2 separate regions of the Sus scrofa genome follow, and region 2 is linked to region 1. The links are chromatin contacts, called in public HiChIP or PLAC-seq maps. All regions are on one chromosome and are shown on one strand. The core of a region is the stretch at or near the end of the contact, and the rest is flanking DNA. Distances in the headings are between cores, read along the strand shown.

The links. HiChIP or PLAC-seq counts read pairs in DNA pulled down with a chosen protein or histone mark.
Region 2: a contact with region 1 is called in an H3K27ac HiChIP or PLAC-seq map of skeletal muscle. The contact joins two enhancer-like sites. A contact is called at or near these places in 1 of 47 Hi-C or Micro-C datasets (skeletal muscle) and 1 of 2 datasets of contacts at active chromatin or transcription factors (skeletal muscle).

Annotation. Positions count from the first base shown.
Region 1 is chr1:30,242,720-30,249,463 of Sscrofa11.1, reverse strand. No RefSeq gene overlaps it. Among named protein-coding and RNA genes, the nearest start is that of TCF21, 270 kb to the right of the region's middle. Within about 2 kb of position 4,188, at least 10 of the 83 cell types and tissues checked have an H3K27ac peak or open chromatin away from gene starts, as enhancers often do. A contact at or near this core is called in skeletal muscle, where this site is marked.
Region 2 is chr1:30,481,152-30,488,159 of Sscrofa11.1, reverse strand. All of the region lies in intron 2 of EYA4 (eyes absent homolog 4), which reads left to right. Among named protein-coding and RNA genes, the nearest start is that of EYA4, 91 kb to the left of the region's middle. Within about 2 kb of position 3,724, at least 1 of the 83 cell types and tissues checked has an H3K27ac peak or open chromatin away from gene starts, as enhancers often do. A contact at or near this core is called in skeletal muscle, where this site is marked.

The sequences.
Region 1 (6,744 bases), core at 2,939-5,438:
TTGTTTCCAATATTTTTTCCTATTTGAGGATTCTAAGCATTTACACTTGGTTGAAACTTCGAAATGAATGTAATAAAAGGAGTATGTGACTTCTGTTTACATTTAAGAAATAGTTTGGCATCTGGCCTTAAAAACTTACTGATTCATGTATTTAACAAAATCTTGTGAAGCACCTATTATGTGTCAAGCCCTTCGTTAGGCACTGGGCCAAAACAGCAAAGGAAGCAGGGCTGATCCTCAAGAGGTGTTTGGAGTTTGGGGAGGGATAGAGTTCGGAGCACAGACAACTACAATTGCTGGGATAAGGGCTATGAGAGCTGAAGGGCATGGTGTTTAGAATGCAATACTATTTACAGTTGAATGATTTTTGAAGCTGAACCACTTTTCATCCATGTTAAAACTAAAATGGTTTCCAAACCTTACATCACAATATAAACAGTATAGCGGATTCCAAAAAATGCAGGCCTTCTGTTGAGCTGGTGCAAAGACTGCAGATGTGCTCAGACATCTGTTTAGGCATCCACTTAGCAAGCATTCTGTCATCCCGGCGGGACCAGCACCACAGCTGAAACATATATAGCCCCAGACATCAGCTGTAAGGGAACCAAATGGTGCCTTCCCCAAAATTACCCTAGAATTCAAAATATCTAAACAGCTCGACAGGCACAGCCAATAATTTATAGACGAAAACCCACAGCACACAGACATACGTAGCCCCAAGTTCAATAAGGAATGATTCTAAGTTTCAACTGTCTCACTCCAGTGCTGAATTTGGAATCTTCTCCACTGAGCGAAACAATGCATAACATTATAAATACAAGCCAAGTGAAAGGATATGTTAGGTGTTAGCCAAATAATGGTAGATTAATTGGTAAGATACCATAAATCCAAAACACTTGTCAATATAGGAAACCTTTGCTTGTAAAGATAAATAGTAATTTCTACGAGAAGTGTCAAAAATGGAGGTGCTTTTTTATTTTAAGATATTCAGAGTAGTAGTGCAGTGAAATAGACTATCAGGTCATTACTGCATTCGTTTTATATCTATTGAGGGTAATTAAAGAAAAACAAGTTCCCAGAAAAGCCTGAAAGTTCTAAAGCTTTGCTAAGCAGTCTAGTCTTTAAATAGAAACCATTTTAAACTTTCTTAATCAATACAGTTCAGTTAAAGGGCATGGTAACAACCAAACACCGCAAGTGATTTTAAACTTACCTAAGCAATTAACAAGGACTTGCTGCAATGAAGCAACTCTGAAAACCAACCAATCAACGACAGCCTTGCATTTTCAAAGCCAGCCATTGGGCGGTACGCGCGTGTGCGAACACACACACACACACACACACAATCTCTCCAGTGGACATGCTTGTAAGGCTGAAATCAACCCACTCTTGTCCCTGTCACCAACACAAAACTGCTTCCAAGACAGGGGCAACCTTCCCTTGTCTCTGTAAGTAATACCACTCAAGACAAGTTCTTTTCCAAAATCTTTGTTAGATCTTTTTTTGCTCAGTATGACTAGCTGAGCTCTCTCTTACTTAACCAAGTAATAAATTCAGTTTAGTATTTTGCAGATCCAATGTAGGGATCTCCTTCTTTTACCACGTACATATCCATTATTTGAAATTATGACCCTTTAGCTTTATCACTTTGTCCAGATTTTTTACATGATGACCCATTCTGTTAAAATATTTTATTTAAGAAACATTATTTTTTTTTCCTTTTTTTTTTTTTTTTTTTTAATGACCATACCTGCAGCATATGGAAATTCCTGGGATAGGAGTCTCATTGGAGCTGTAGCTGCAGGCCTCCGCCACAACCGCAGCAATGCTGGATCTGAAGAGCATCTGCAACTTACCCTGCAACTCATGGCAATGACAGATCTTTAACCCACTGAACAAAGCCAGGGATGGAACCCGCAACCTCACAGATATTACATTGGGTTCTTAACCCCCTGAGTCACAATGGGAACTCCAAGAAACTTTCTTTATTAAGTATAGATGCAGACTTCTATGTAAAATCAGCCTGCCTTTTACAAGTCTACCTTGACTTGCAGATTGCACGTAATCTGTCCAATGTGCAGTTTGGATTCGCTGTCTTTGTTTATGCCATAACTGTCCACCTCATTCTCCAAACTGCAAGCCTTGGACCTGGTACCAACCCTTCCTTCTCTCCCCCCTTCTCCAGGCTGAGCAACGCTATTTCTGAAATGTTGTTTAAATCTTTGTTCTCACCTCACTCCTTTGGCCCTACCCCTCCAGACTTCATCCTCTTTTTGCCAAGATGATTAACAATAAATTATTACCAAAAGTTGAACCCCACCCTTCTAACGCATCCTCTATGGGCCAGTCCCCAGGGTGACAAAGAACAGAACTAAGTTTGTCTCTCTCTGCTCTTTGAAAGTCTGTTTTAAACGACCCCAGGATCTCTTGAGACCAAGTGGCATCAGTGCTACCAAATTCACCCTCCTCTCTGCCCATTCGGACTCTGGGTTTCACATGGACTCGCTTGCTCTTCCTTAAGCCCTCTGTACTCTCATTGCTCTTGCTAATTAACTTCTCTTCCTAAAACTCCCTTTTGTCTTTTGCACATGGCAAAATCGCTCTCATACTGAAAGCACCCTCTTAGGCTTTGCAATTTATTCTTCTGATAAAGCAGTGTTTTAATGCCTCCTTGGACAGTGCTTTACTCCCCTACTGGAATCAACTTAAGACAACGGCAAAATCTCATTCTCTTTCAATTCTTTTGGTCAGGAAAAAATCATAATACAGAGTAATATTCCAGTAAATGTTAGTTTAAAAAGGATTTCATTGGTATATGGACTAGTTTCTGCAGCAAACTTTAATGTGTTCATAGGACTTGTAGAATTTTCCTACTGAGAACTCTTCATCCTATTAATCCACTTGACCCTGACCTCTTGGCACTGCCTATATTAAGGTCCGTAAGTTTCTATGAGCAAGTGTTAGTCTCTGGTTTCATTTTCGTCTCTGCTGGGCTCTCACTGAGCTATTCTTACGAGAGAATGCCAAGGCATTCCAGAATTAATGTTTGCATGTGTTTCCGGAGGAATGTTTCTTGGACTTTCCTGTCTTCGCTGTCATTTTAAAGGAATGACTTCTTAGATGGCAACAGAACCACATGATTGCATTATGTTTGCCTTGGCAGTTGTTAGCAATGCTTTGGCAGAAAGATTTCCCACCTCCTGGTTAGGGAGATAGGAGTTTAAAGAAATATTTATTGAGTTCTTACTATATGGCAGGTCCTAGGTTAGATGATAAGGATACAAAGACGATTAAAACAAACATTTACCCTTAAAAAGTTGCCCTTTCGTAATGAATGAACCAGATATACAGGCAAATAAGAAAAAAAGATGAGCAAGTGTGTGTGACTGAGAAAGGTGCTATGGAAGCAGAGAAAAGGATTGAGTGAGGAGGGCTTCCTGGGGCAGGGATATTTAAGCATATATGTGAGTGGACAGTCTCTGTATCCACATAGAGGCTGCCTGGAAAACACACACATTGAGGGGTCCTAGAAAATCGATGAAACCTCTGTCACTAAGAAATCTTAGCTCTTTCAGGAGTTCCTTGGCGGTTCAGCAGGTTAAGGATCCCAGGTTGTCACTGCTGTGGCCAGGGTTTGATCCCTGGCCCTGGAATTTCCACATACCACGGGTACAGCCAAAAGAGAGAGAGAGAGAGAGAGAGAGAGAGAGAGAGAGAGAGAGAGAGAGAGAGAGAGAGAAAGCTCTTTGCAGTTAATATTTTTAATGTATTTAACTTATTTACAAAATTTCTGCTGCTGAGTGGACAGATGCTTTATTTGCTGATTGCTTTGCTTTGCCAATTCCGTACTACATTGTACCACCCGACTGTCCTTTTTTGGTCTCTTCAAATGAACAATTATGTAATAGAAGAATACGTGTGTTTACAGAAGCAAATGTCACTAACCATTTTGAAGCCACACTTCTAAGAAGTTCCAGATTCTTAGCCTGGATGAGAGGTGGGGTCCTGACAACAGGCCAGTAAGAATGGTATATTGAATAACACGCAGGGCGTCATGTAAACACACAGATCACGTTCTGGAGCAGTGGCGACCCTTTGAGCTGAGGCTGCTGTTGACAGTGCCTCTGTGTCCACTTGACTTGTACCTGCCCAGCTCCCAGGATCTGTGCAGGGCACTGTCACCCCTCCTGCTGAGCTTGGGTCATTACATCCTCGCCCTACATTTTACAGCTTCGACCCCGTGACAGGGGAGCTGACCCCAGCTTGGTGCCAGGCACCCAGCAAAACGGGGATTAATAAAGCCTGCCCCAGTGAAGCCAAGGGCTCTACAGCTGCTTCTTGCAATTAGACTTGTCATCATTCTCTTAAGAAGCCCCTGTTGATTTTTAAATCCTAATTGGCAGGAGACACCTGTTCCCCAACAGGAAGGACGGGAAGGGGCATTCGCTTGCAGCAGGCACGGGGGGAACTGAGAGGCTGGATGAATGTGTGTAAATACTTTTGTCTCAAATCTGTTTGCTTCCATTTAGAGTTTCTTTTTTCTTTCTTTCTTTTTTCCCAAGAACAGCATGTCTCGAGTCAGGCTAGTCTTTGGGAATAAGTAAGAATTTGGCTCTGAATCATTTTTTGAGCAAGAACTTACCACTGGTCCCTCCCTAAGGCATCTTCCTTACCATCCAGCAGCCCCTTCTTGGCATGAGCACAGTTTCCTGGCTACTTTTTTTTTTTTTCCGCCAGGATCCTGGCTGTCATTCATTCCGGTATTTAGGTATTTAACGGCCTACAAGCTGCATAAACCCTGCAACCTATTTGTGCCTATAAAGAGTATTAAGTATATTTTTAGTGCCTGTCTTCACCAAGCTAGCATTCTAAATAGAGGGAGGCAGTAGAACAGCATGTGATAACACATGTGAGATGTTCTTTTGCAACTAACATATTTGCCAGTGATTATGGGCAGAAAGAAGAAATGGTGAAAGTTCTCGGGACAGTTGTTGGAAGAGGTTTGGACATTTTGATTTTCTTTCAAACTTCATTGCCTTAGAGTTTCTGCTTAGAGCTGATGCTTGCAGTTTTCTAAACGGTAGCAAGTAATGTCTGATAAAAATCATTGTAACCCTTTGTCTTAATTAACACCCCTGGGTGTTTTCAAATGAAGCATTACTGTTATTTGTTAGGCTCTGATCATTAGGGCAAGTCTGCGGGAGAATAAGAATAAAATAACTGCATAGAGATGTGGAGGAGGCTACAAATCTGTGGGAAGGAGAAGCATTGTAATCGTAATTCTCATTTTCACGCAGCAGGCATTTATTGAACACTTAGTACATTCCAAGATCTTTTCTAGCCCTCAGCCGCCTTCTGGATCACCCCAGGTTTCAGCTCAGTTCATAAGCACTGTCCTTTGAACAGAACTTTGCCAATAGCCAGTTAAGCCCTCTCATCAACCTTGCCATGTCCTTGTGGGCTTCAGTGAAATTAGGCAATCCGGGAGGATTTATTGTGTATCCAAGTGAATGCCAGTGGGGTATTCCTTTAAGTGTAACTTAATAAATTCAAAGAAACTGGAGGGGGGTTTGTTCTACTTATTGCATGCCTTGTTTTGTGTTTAGTTTCACAAGACTGTATGTCTTGTTTATGCAGTCATATTGCTATTGCCACTGATGAAAATATAAAGGAAATAAAAGACTCGGATGATCGCCCCTGAAAGATTTGTCATGCTGGTGGTAGATAGATACGTAGTAAGGACAACCAGCAACATTTGGGCAATCCTGCATAAAGGTTTAACGGAAGGCATTGTTGGAACCCACTGCACCCCACAGCTCTCCAAGGCATTCCATTATAAGCAGGCATCTGAAAGTCTCTTAAGATCCTGGATAAACAGTTCTCAAAATTTAGTGCCCCCAAAGTTTACCCAAGAATCTCATGAAAATCCAGAGTCCTGAAGCCCCCAACTCAGTGATTCTGATTCAGTCGATGGATGGTGAGGGCTAGGAAGTAACTCCTGGCAAGAACTCCCGAGGATTTTGAGGGAGGAGATATGCACCCTACACTTTAAGAAATGATGAGACTGTCCCCCATCCTTCCCATCAGGGAAGCAGTGAATCAAAGGATAAAATTAGGGAAGAATTATTTCGCCACTTTGAGTGTCCACTTAAGCCCAAGTGGATTTCCTTCATGAATGCTGCAATGTTACCAAGGCTCATGACTGGTTCCCTGTGAAACCATACCTGTAACTCCATTCAAAAGGGGGTGAGGGCATCCCTGCCTTAAAGACATTTTTATGAGCTACTCTCAGTCTTCATACTGCCTCCGACTTCCTTTCCTTCAAAGATGGGGTCCAGCTCTGTCAGTGGTTCAGAGCTCTGTTATTACCATATAAGGAGAGAGACGCTTAGGCTAAAAGCCCCTCTGAGATGTTTGGAGCAAAGTGTGAGGCTTTGCAGCCTCTGTGTGTTTATGACGTAAGCAACGATGAGTAGCTCAGGGAGGAGGATGGGTGATTCATTCAGGAAGAAATAGCTTGCACCTGTGAGGACACTGAAGTCGCCACTTGGCATTATTGGGGTGCTGCATCAGCTGGAAGCAGCCTCTGTCCCCAGACGAACTGCCAGCTCGTAGATCTTGAGCAGAACTGGGCCTCTCTCACCGTGGCGTTTTGCTTTTCAGAGAAAGCAAGCTTGTGACTTGCAGGAGAGCTGAGGGGAGGTATGCGCTGAGCAGCGCTCTGTCTTGGCAGGAAGGTGGCTG
Region 2 (7,008 bases), core at 2,475-4,974, 240 kb before region 1:
CAAGGGACTGGGGAGAAAAATGTGTTCCCAGTGCCTTATTTTCTCTAAGGGAAAAGTATCAATTTAGGAATTGATGGAAAAGAAAAATATTTGTGCTCTTAAAACTTTTTTCAGGCTTTATAACATCATTAAATAATAGCCTTTGACATAATGTATAAAAAGCTCCTAGAAATTTATTTAGCTTTTTTTTCCTTTTTAAAAATATTGCCTCTTTGGCAAACTCTTTGCATGTTAAAGCTTGAAGAGACAGCGGAGATCAAACAGTCCAACTCTGTCATTTCATAGATATGATTAAATTAAGGACCAGGGAGATTAAAGAGTCAGGATTCAGACTTGGGTTTTTGAGTCCCAGGCTACGTTCCTTACAATCCAACCATGTCTTTTTTTTTTTTTTTTTTTTTTTCATGTCCCAGAATTTTTGCTTGTGATATTTGTTGTAGTTTTGAGTTTAGAGAATATCCATTGATGGATTTTGAAGTCACCTGCAGTGAAGCTTTACTGATAACTTCAGACTCATTAGAATCTGCATGAAACCCTACCATATTCAGTTCCCAGTGTGCTAGATAAAACACATTGAAAACCCTTAGCTGGAATTTCTCATCCTCAGTAGAATAACTTAGGCTTCTCACAGTGAATCCAAGCATAGTGCCCTGTTGCACAGAGAATGCAAACTAATTTTAATTGCTTCTGAAAAAAAATGACGATAAAAATGATATGGTCTTAAGAAATGATGATATAAGCATTACAGAGGAAGTTACTATTTTGTATTCTGTAATGTCCACATTAAGAACTCTTCAGTTATTCATGTTTTCCTTTCTCTTTTGATTTCCTTGAGATTCAGAAATCATTGTGTGCTTAATGGTAGCAGTGGGTTTTCATACCCTGTATTCTGGTACATTTCACAATTACCAATACCCATGTCATACCGTCCGTCTCTTTTTCTTTAAACTGAATGCAGGTTATTTCGGCCTCATTTTAAAGTATATTGTATTGTAAGCCACCAGACATGCTTTTTTGGGAAACCATTTATCTAAATGGATAAATAATTTAACATTTATGTTCATGCTTCCTTTCTGGAATATAAAAAATAGGGAGTTAAGTAATCGGTAGTATTAAAAGCTATTCAGGGTTTTCTACCTAAATTATAAGTCAACAACAGTAGACTTGCCTACTAGTCATTTACCTCTTTTTTGCTGAGGGTCACTCACTGTCCTTGATGTAGAATTGGTTGAAGGCAGATTTACAGTAATCTTAGTCTTCCTGGCAGTGATTGGTCCAGCACTGGGAGTGCCCTGGGGGCTTTTGGGAAAGGTCTTGTCCCCTCTAGAGTGCCACAGGAGGGAGGGCTTCTTTCTCTCATCCCTGCCTTGCTTACTGCCTTGGCGGCCATTGCTGGAGAATATGATGCGTTAGCCATTCTCTGACAATGAGGTGATAAGCCTAAGAATGAAAAGCCAAAATGCTAAGGTTGGCCATCCAGAAGGACAGAGAGAACTTGCATCCTTGATGAAATTATTGAGCTGTCAAGCCTGGCACATCCTCCTTTCAGAGGTCTTGCTTGTGAGGTAATATTTTTGAATTTACATGTTCTCTTATATTCGTTAAGGTTCCTGTGTGTGATTTCAGACCCTGATGGAAAGGAAGAAAAAACTAAAGCAGAAGTCATAGTTTCTGACCTTTAGAAATCAATAATTCTGTGTGTGTGTATGTGTGTGTTTGTGTGTGTGTATGTGTGTATTCTGGATACAAATCCTTAATCAGACATATACTTTCAGATATTTTCTCTCAGTCTTTCATGCTTAGTGGCTTGTTAGTTACAAAAAAAAAAACAGGTATTTTGATTGACATTGCATTGAATCTTCAAGTCAGCTGGGGACAGTTGACATCTTAACAATCAGTGTTAAGGCTTCTTGCCCATATATTTAAGTCATCTTTAATTGCTCTCAGCAAAGTTTTGTAGTTTTCATATGTAGGTCTTGCAGCTTATCAGATCCATGCCTTAGTCCTTCTTCATATTTTTGATGCTAGTCCAAAAGTTTTAAATTTCAGTTTCTAATTGTTCATTCCTTATATAAGGAAATTAGGTGATTTTTGCTTATTGATCTTTTGTTATGCAACCTTTCTAAATTTTTAGTACAGAAAATAATATTGTCTGTGAAGAAAGACAGTCTTAATTTACTGTTCCTTAATCTAAATCCCTTTTATTTCTCTTCATTGCCTTATTGCAATGGCTAGATCCTCCAGTACCATGTTGAATAGCACTTGATAGAATAGACATCCTCAGGTCTCTTACATCAAGTTCAGGATGGAGTCTGTCATAGGCCATAGAAAGTCTCAAATGAAATTTCTTGTGAGGCTTCTAACTTATTTCGGAAAAAAAAAAATGGAATTCCTGCTGGGTGCAACAGGTTAAGGATCCAGCTGCAGTTCAGATTTGATCCTTGGCCTGGAAATTTCCATATGCTGTGAGTGGAAAAATAAAAAGAATCATTTATGTTTTGCATCCTCCTCCATAATATATCTTTATGTTTAAAATATGAAATGCATTTTAAAAATATAGTTAAACTATCTTACTCAAGCATTGTCTCTCTCCTAACCCCAAACATGTTGAAAATGATGCTCCAGGAAGAGGAGCTATATTCAGCCCTAAGATTTTGAGCATACTTCTTAAACAAATTTGAGAAGCCAAGTAACATAATAAAATATGTGATTTATAAAATACGTCTTAAAAATGCAAAGCAGTGTAGATACAAGTGGAACGCTGTGCTGAGTTATATTGTAAGCTATGTATTAATTGATTTCTCCCATGCCTCCATAACCAGATTGTAAACCTAGTCAAGGTGGACTACATCTACATCTTTTTCTTCATTTTACCAGCCACAGCCTGTAGGACAGCGCCTTATATTGAATTTGTGGAATGACTATTTCCCAGGAGCTTGCTTAGCTTGCACGTGCAGAGATCACTAGAAATAAGTAAGTGTGTGATAGTAATTAAGTGGTTAGGTTAGAAATTGGTTTAGAAGAACTAGAAGTGTGTTTGAGTTGGGGTGGAAGTTGAATTGGAAGACAGGGTACCCATGAACTTGAAATAGACTATATGTCTGATATGATTGAGAGGAGATTCAGAAGAACATTCCTTATATTGAGATCCATAAACCCAGGTGTCTATAGATACAGTTCTTGTGAATGTGGCATTCAAGTTCTTTTTACAGACTTCTCAACTGTTGTATCTTTGAGCAGACAAAATTACCGAGCACATTTTTGAGTCATGGTAAACGACCCCATGACCTTATAACCAAGTACTTCTATGAAATATTCGTACTGTAGTTTTTGCATTTTTAGTTATATTTATGGGCTCAAACTGATTGCACAAGTGTCAACATTTATCTAGTAAACCTGATTACTTATTATTTCTCAGATTAGACTCCACAGATCATATTCTTCAGGGTCCTAAAGTCAGAAACACAGATGCAGGACAGTGGGTCAGAACAGGTGAATGAGAGAACATGGGTACCCCGGATGTTTCTAGCCTCTGTGCCCTTAAGTCAGCCAGCTTTTTGAGAGCAGCAAGTGGGAGCTCCTGTTTTCTGGAGTCAGCCCATGCTGCTGCCTACTTCTCTGCCCTCCCTTGGAACTCCACCATGGCTCTTGGACTGGAAGGGTAGTGCCCTCCCCCCATACTGTCTCTCACTGCCCACAGCCTTCTCGAGTTACTGCTGCCTGAGAGTCTGTGGACAGAAGGCAGGTACTATGGCAGATGCTTAAGAACTTCTGGGTCAGGCTGTAGAGTGAGTGCAGGGAAATATAAGCAGGAACTTGAAACTCACTGTCACACATCGGAGTTTATAGAAATCCATTGGTCATGCATTGCTCACTGGTCATCCGTCCTGAGGTCCCTGTGTTTTGAACCAGAATCCCACAGTCTCTCTTTGTCTTATTTCTTTGCACCTCTCCATCTATTCCAGGTATTTTGGATTTCTCTTCTTTGTCCTCAGTGTCCTCAATTTCTGTCACTTTATATTGCGGAAATTCAGTTCTGTCTTTGTCATGACCTCAAAGTCTAATCTATGCACAGAGAGAAGTGCTTTTTTATCTCCCGCAAAACATTAAGGTATCAGTTTTAATTGAAAAAAAAAAAATGGACCCAGAAAGGGTGTCATGTCATTTTTTATGAGGCCATATCACTTGTAGCACTAATTTTTTTTCTGTTATAATTGACACATAAATATGCATATTGTCTTAGTAGAATATATAAAAAACATTTGTATATGTGCACTTTTGTAAACTTCATTTTCCATTTTAATGCAAAAATTCTTGGGAAGTAGGTGAATTTTCTGTTATCAGGAATCAGAAATCTTGACGATAGAATACTAGACTTACAATTTATGAAAGAGTAAGGAAAGATAACAGTATTTTAGCAAGAACACTATTCTGAGGGTCAGAAAAATGGTTTCTAGCCTCTGTTTCGGTCACTGAGTTACCCATATACTTCATCTATAGCAACTTAACTCCCCTGAGCCTCTTTCCATACGTATAACCTTCCTCTCTCCTTGCCCCAGTGGGGTCAGGGTGAGACTGTGCTTTTTTTTCTCTTTTCTTTTCTTTTCTTTTCTTTTCTTTTCTTTTCTTTTCTTTTCTTTTCTTTTCTTTTGTTTTCTTTTCTTTTCTCTTCTTTTCTTTTCTCTTCTTTTCTTTTCTTTTTTTTGTCTTTTTGCCTTTTCTAGGGCTGCTTCTGCAGCATATGGAGGTTACCAGGCTAGGGGTCTAATCAGAGCTGTAGCCTCCAGCCTACGCCAGAGCCACACCAACTCAGGATCTGAGCCGTATCTGCGACCTACACCACAGCTCATGGCAACGCTGGATCCTTAACCCACTGAGCAAGGTCAGGGATTGAACCCGCAACCTCATGGTTCCTAGTCAGATTCGTTAACCATTGAGCCACATGGAAACTCTAAGACTGTGCTTTCTAAACCATAAACTTCTTTATAAGTATAAATGTTATGTCATTGTGTTGCCGAAGATCATTATCTTCATCAGCTAAACTAGAAAGGTCTTTATTCCCTGGTAGGTGTATTCGTAGGTAGTCTCTTCACAAACTTATCCTTGCAAATGATTTACTTGTACTTGAATTAACTCTGTGCTTTAGTCCATTGAATAAAGAAAAAGAAAAAGGATAGTCTTGATCTCTTGCCTTTTATGTTGTCATTCAACATTGAAATAAACCGCCTATTATTAAAAAATAGAGGTCAATCCTGCCATTTAAAAAGGACTCTTCAACATTGCATTAGTTAGACATTTCTTACCTTTCTCCTTCCTTTGACCATCCAGAGTAAACTCCTTAAGCTCTGGTGTAATATAGCTAGATCCTGAACCAATAATGAGTTAACATGTATATCATGAAATAGTTATAGTGGTTTCAAAGTTAATATTTTCATTTATTTTGTTAAGACTTCATTTTTTGGAGCAATTTTAGGTTTACAGAAAAATTGGGGGGAAGGTATGGAGATTTTCTCTGTACCTCCTATCCCAGTACATGCGTAGCCTCCTCCGTATCGATATCGCCCACCTGAGTGGTATATTTGTTGCAATTGATGAACCCACATCGTAATGAACCAAAGTCCATAGTTTTAGAGCCTTATAGTTCTTGATGTTGTATGTTCTGTGGGTTTGGACAAATGAGTAAGGACATGGCTCCCTCATTATAATATTATTTTCGCTGGTAAGATAGATGTAAAAATGCTGTAAAGTGAGTTCCCATTGTGGCTCAGCATAATGATCCTGACTCGTATCCCTGAGGACATGGGTTCTATCCCTGGCCCTACTCAATGGGTTAAGGATCCGGCATTGCCGTGAGCTGTGCTGTAGGTCACAGATGGGTCAGATCTGGCATTGCTGTGGCTGTGGGGTAGATCAGTGGCTACAGCTTCAATTCAGCCCCTTAGCCTGGGAATCTCCATATACTGTGGGTGTGACCCTCAAAAAAGACAAAAAGAAAAATGGAAGAAAAAAAAAAACTGTATAAAGTATCAGTGTATTTTCACTGATCTAGAAATCCTCTGTGCTCCACCTGTTTATCCATTTCCTCTGCTCACCTCCAACACCTGGCAACCACAAGTCTTTTTACTGTTGCCATGGTTTTTGCATTTTTCAAAGTGCCATGTAATTAGAATCATAGAGTATGTAGCCCCTTCAGATTGGCTTTTTTCACTTGAGTAACATGCATTTAAGTTTCCTCTGTGTCTTTTTCTGGTTTGTAGTGCTGAATAATAGTTCATTGTCTGGATGTACCACAGTATATTTATCGTTTCCCCTACTGGAGCCCATCTTGGTTGCTTCCAGGTTTTAGCAGTTATGAATAAAGCTGCCATAAATATCCATGTACGGGTTTTTGTATGGACATAACTTTGTAGTTCCTTTGCCGAAATACCAAGAGTTGTGATTGCTGAAATATGTTCGTTAATAAGAAACTACCAAACCGTCTTTTGAAGTGGCTGCACCATTTTACATCATCCCCAACAATAAGTGAGAGAGTTCTTCTTGCTCCACAATGTAGCCAGCACTTGGTATTGTCAGTATTAGTGATTTGGGCCATTCTAATAAGTGGATAGTGGTATCTCCTTGTTGTCTGAATTTTCATTTTCTTGATGACCTGCGCTGAGTTTCCATTTGTATATCTTCTTTGGTGAGGTGTCTATTAAGGTCTTTGGCCCATTTTTTAATGTGGTTGTTTGTTTTCTGACTGTATAGTCAAAGTTAATATTTTGAGTTGTAATGTGCTTTGCTTGTTTGTGGTCAATACAAGTTTTTTCCAAGTTAAACAAAATTAATGTTTCAAATAATATCTGAGTTTTGAAGGATTTTTTTAGATGATTGTTCTATAAAAAAGTTTTTTGTCTGATTATATATATATATATACACAAGGGTTCCCTTACAGTGGTGATAGATGGAATTGTACATTAGTGCTAGGATTCTTAACTCACCTAGAAAAGTAGATTTGAAACTATATTC